Linked DNA regions of Gossypium hirsutum: region 2 is linked to region 1. Evidence: chromatin contacts called from public Hi-C data. All regions are on one chromosome and are shown on one strand. The core of a region is the stretch at or near the end of the contact, and the rest is flanking DNA. Distances in the headings are between cores, read along the strand shown. Region 1 has its middle 50 kb from the start of LOC107892566. Region 2 holds the start of LOC107892566 (ammonium transporter 1 member 2).

Region 1 (2,778 bases), core at 208-2,707:
TTGAAGCCCCAACAACTTTTTTTCTGGACCCATTCACCTTGTACAAGGAAGACTTTAGCAACGGAAAAACATTGATCATAAGGAAAGAAATAATGGTGATGAATGAAACCATTAATCTGGATTGTGGGAACATTAAGGTTACGGCATTGAAATTTTTCAAACAGGAGGCTGGGGAAATCGGATGGAATGATGAAGACCGCACTTTATCTTATTGAGGTGAGAATCAAAAGGAATTTTCTAATTTGAAGAGAACTGGTTTTGAACAAAACGGTGTCAATGGCAGGAAAAAGTGGAGTGGTGATTGCGAATGCTGAGCTCCATGTGTTAAGAATGGGAAGGTTTGCAGAAAGATATATCGGAGGTGGATTTTGGCATATTGGTAGACCAAGTGAGGTGCCCATGTTGTAAGTGCACTGCAGGCAAGGGGCTGAATCATGTGCTGATGTGAATTTTTTTAAATGGTGGAACTAGCAGGGGATGGTGGGGTCTTGAAGAATGAAAGAGAAGTGTTGCTGGAAACAAGACTTGGCTGTAATTCTATTTTGGTTATTAGATCTGACTGAAAAATGCAGTTTCTTGTTTCAAAATAGCATTTGATGATTAGCATTGCTATGTGGCAATACCCAAAAATTTACAATAATTTCAATATAATCAATCATTACACATTCTAAAATTGAGACAAGGGTTCCGCAGGAAATTACGAACAATGAATATAATTGTTGGAGAAAAGTTATATACAGAAATTGATATATTAAACTTGAAATCCCAATCATTGGACATTCATTCACGTTTTCGATATGTTAAACTTGAAATCCCAGATAACAGCAAATTAGATATTTCACTCGGATGCTGAGACACCATCTTTCATCATACACACTTGGCCAAGCTGACAATCCACAAAAATATGAAAATTTTCAACCATAAAATGGAAAAAAACAATTGAATTGAAAAAAGCTAAACCTGACAAAATAATTACTAGTTCATAAAATTTAAAGCAATTTTCGATCACTCCTTTCCTTTATTATTTTTATTTTCTTGTTTACAGTTCTAAATAAAGTCAAGTAATCATCAATTTCTTTTATGGTGATAGAGATGAGCTTAATAATCACACTAAAAGATAGAACAATGAAAAAGAAAGTTCGGTTGCAAATTGCATTGCAGCAATTTGAGCCACACCTCAGTTAACAAAAGAAAAAGCAATAAATACACAATCACAAATAATATGTGTGTAAGATATAATTATATGTTTAATAAATATATATTCAATTTTTATCAAAATTTTCATAAATTTTGAAAGCTACTAAATGAATCATATCCTTGTATCTATGTTAAAATATGCATAACATATGAATGTTAAGTACAAATACCGGTAATAGATTATAGTAACATAGGGATCTCCTAGGCTTCAATCAATGGAATTTTTTTTTCCTAGTGGAGGGGAAAAACTCAAATAGAAACATATTGATAGTGAAACTATTTACAACCTTACAAATTCTATCACGTTGATGATTGAAAGTCGTGGTGTAGCTAATAGTGACAAACTAGAGGCCTTTTTGTGGTCCATAATTTCAGTGACTTTTTCAATAGGGTTGGAAGTTTGAATGATTTGATATTTATATCAAACTTGAAATCGAAATTTTTTTTACACACAATTTATAATTTGATTCACCATTTACATAAAAAGTGTTAATAATCTTATTTTGTATATTAGCTTCAAGTGATGATTTTCTTTTGTCAAGTTTAGATTAAGAATTGAAGTGCTCGCATTACTTCCAAATTTCCAGCCACTACCATTAGATGTTCCAAAGAAGAGAGGAAAATATGAAGCAAAATTGGGCACCGTCAATTTTATTGGGTTAGGAATAAATTCTTTGTTAAGTAATACTAATCTTGTAGGCGAATCAAAATAGATATGGGTGGCGGCATGGATATAGGGCTAACTTTAAATGGAGGCACTAGCATTATCTTTTAAAATATTCTTTTAAATTTTATACAGCACTAGGTGTTCATGGGTCGGGTTCAGTCGAATTCGAGTTGGGCCTTAATAAAATTTCAAGTTCATTTTTTGGGTTCAGACTGATCTAAAAAATGGACATGAAAATTTGCCCAAACTCGGCCTAAATTATAATAGTTAAGCCCGACTCGACCTGGTTCATATTAATTTTTTTAGATTATTTTATTATATAGATAATTTTTAAAATATAATATATCAAACAAACTGAAAAACATTAAAATAAATATTAAAACAACAAACAAATTGAAAATACAATAAAAAAATTTATATTAAGATAATTACAACTAAAATAGTAACAAAATTAATAATAAAACAAAAGTTCAACAATATTCAAATAATATTTAAAAGGGCAACCAAATAACATAATAAATAGTTGCGAAATAATAATAAAACAGCACTAAAAACAGCACCAACAACATGCAAAATTTAATCAACCAACCAAAATATTTATATATCAACCAATCAACATATTAAAAAATTAGTATTAGTAAATTAGTATAAAATTAAAAATAATATTAAAAATCAGTATTACAAATTCAGATTGGGCCGGGCCGGGCTCGAATAAAAAAATTATACCCGAGGCTTAGCCCATTTCGAAAATGGATCTTTTTTTTTGTTCAAACCCATTTTTCGAATCTAAATTTTTATCCAAACACTCTTACTTTTCAGACGAGCCTTAAAGTCAGATCGAGTGAACCAACCCATGATCAAATCTACCATTAATTTTACACATAATATTTTATATGGGGTGTTTGGTAAATAGA
Region 2 (2,760 bases), core at 213-2,712, 50 kb after region 1:
TCCTTAACAAATTCATCTTTTTTAGCACATAAAACAGTGGCCCCATTGTGGCCGTCACCCACCCTGTTATGACCAATATCTGAATGATTTGAGCCCCTAACAGCTTCCCTCCACCGCCCATGAACATCCCATATGGCCTCCCTGACAGCCCCGGATACACCTCGTTGACGTAGGCCTTTGTCGCAAACAACCCGGTGAAGAGTAAACCCCACGCGCCGCATCCTCCATGTAATTGGGCTGCTTCTAGTGGGTCATCGTACTTGAACTCGGCTGCAAGCATGTTGAATCCAATTAGAACCCATGCTGCTACAAAGCCACATATGATTGCAGCCCATGGTTCCACTACTGAACACCCTGAGGTAATTGCAGCAAAGCCTCCTAATAAACCATTGCACACATCAATTACATTCCAATGGCCAACTAATAGTCTCTTGCTAAACAAGGTTGTAAGAGCAGCTGTGCACCCGGCCAATGTCGTCGTGACAGCTGTCCTCCCTATGGCACTCCATTGTCCATAATAACCTCCACCACCACCATACCCTTTCATGATGGTCAAGAATGAACCTGGGTTGAACCCGTACCACCCGAGCCACAATAGAAATGTCCCGAGCACTACTAATGAGGCACTGTGCCCACGTAACGCCACAGATCGACCAGCTCGATCGAATCGGCCAATCCTTGGACCCTCGATTAATGCACCCCATAACCCGGCAATGCCACCAACCATGTGAACCACACCTGAACCGGCAAAGTCAATCGCACCCGAATCGAATAAAAGGTTATTGGGTCGGATCGGGCTGGCCCACCCATCTCCAGACCAAAACCAATGTGAAACAACAGGGTAAACAAAGCCGGTTAGAAAGGAAGAGTAAATAAGGTAAGCTACGAATTGGGTTCTTTCAGCTATGGACCCACTAGTGATCCCAGCAGCAGCTATAGCAAAAGCCCATTGATAAAGAAAAAAACTATAATCACCATCGGGTGAAGGGTATGCTTTAAGACCAAAGAAATGACGTCCAATGAAACCATTAGAAGGGGCACCAAAGGCAAAGGCAAAACCAAAGAGGTAATAAGAAAGAGCACCGGCTGCAGCGTCAAGGACGTTAGTCAACATGATGTTCATGGTGTTCTTAGCTCTGACAGAGCCAGCACAAAGCATGGCAAAGCCGAGTTGCATGGCGAAGACTAGGTAAGCGGAGAAGAGGAGGTAAGTGTTGTCAACGGCGTGAGTGGCGTCAGAGAGTTGGCTGGAGATGGTGGAGAAACGGGCGCAAAGGAAGGAGGCGAGGGCGGTTGCATTGGCGGAGGAGGAGAGGAGGGGGACGAGGTCAGAGGCCGTGCAAGTGAGGGAATCCATGGCTGAAACAGGGGATGGAAACACTGAGGATGGCTAAGAGGGTGATTATATAGAGCAATTTGAAAGGAATGGTGGACGGTAAGAGACAATGACATTATTAAACTAATATTGGAAATAAATTTTATTAAACTATAACAGAAATCAATCAATTTAAACTACTTTCACATATATTTATAAAAAGAATACATGTTTTCATTATTATAGCAACAGAAAATTAATTTAAATTTATATGAAAATAATTTGAATTATTTAGAAAAAAAAGATAATTAAAATTATGTGAAATATTAAAATTTTGCTCTTCATCTTTTACTTCAGTAAAATTTCAAATAACAATTTTCACAAAAATAATGTTAATTGTAAATATTTAGAATAATAGTAAATTAAAGTTCACATATAATATTATATATTGGATCAAAGTTTATGTAAAATTTTTATATTTATTCATATTTTAATTGGTGAAAATATAATAATATTGCAATTTAAAGTTTTATATAATATCATTTTTTAAACAATTAATTCACTTTTTTAAAATTATTCACTTCCATATAATTTCTCATAAATAATCCACTCTTTTTAATATATATATATATGCATACATAAAAAAATATGCTGTGTATCGCAAATTCTAGTAATACGTTAATCTTATACCTGACACATTATAGGGATTCAAATATTACAACTTAATAGTGAAAAAACATTTTGAAAATTTTTTTTATAAAAGGAGGGGCTAAGAAGAGTATAAGAATCAAACCCAAGATCCAATCTCAATCAATATTTTATTTTAATCAAACAACTGATCATTTTTGGAGTGGAAAAAGAATGAATTAAAAACAATTTTATATTGGGTGGAAAAATATTTGTGAATGATTCAATCTTCAAACAGATTAATGAGTAAATTGACACATTTAAAAAAATCTAAAAAATAATAACACATGTGAAAATATTCTAAAATTCCTTTGAGATATAAACTTTATCCGTGTAGAAAATAAATTATTCTATTTAATTAGTACTTTTTTTAGAGAGAGAGAGAGAGTTGAAATAAGTAAAAGATTAAGTTTCATTAGGCGATGATAAAATTTTGGTAATGAGATAAAAACTAAAATTTATGTTAAAATTATGAATTTACTAAATTAACAGGTGAATGTGTGAAGGAGATAAAGATGAGAATGGAGTGGTGGCAATTTGTACAGCAACCAGTTCTATATGGTCTCAGTCTCAGGCTGTGGAAAAGAAACAAAAATCTCCTTATCCAATTAACACACCACTACCCCCGTATTTGATAAAGTTTCAAACTATTTCTCATAAATATTTCTATAAACTTTTAATTTTTCAAGTAAATAAAAAATAATCAATAATTTTTATATCATCTTTTCTAAAAAAAATTGTATAAAAATTTTAAATTA

The links. A called contact is a pair of places that touch in the nucleus more often than the background predicts.
Region 2: a contact with region 1 is called in a Hi-C map of leaf, with 1.6 times the contacts expected there. The contact joins the promoter of LOC107892566 here to the enhancer-like site in region 1. A contact is called at or near these places in 7 of 34 Hi-C or Micro-C datasets (callus and leaf).

The regions. Positions count from the first base shown.
Region 1 is chrA11:105,257,849-105,260,626 of Gossypium_hirsutum_v2.1, forward strand. No RefSeq gene overlaps it. Among protein-coding and RNA genes, the nearest start is that of LOC107892566, 50 kb to the right of the region's middle. Within about 2 kb of position 1,458, at least 1 of the 9 cell types and tissues checked has an H3K27ac peak or open chromatin away from gene starts, as enhancers often do. A contact at or near this core is called in leaf, where this site is marked.
Region 2 is chrA11:105,308,179-105,310,938 of Gossypium_hirsutum_v2.1, forward strand. LOC107892566 (ammonium transporter 1 member 2) reads right to left here and starts at 1,463. Exons shown (of 1, transcript XM_016817636.2): 1 at 1-1,463. The coding sequence starts at 1,357.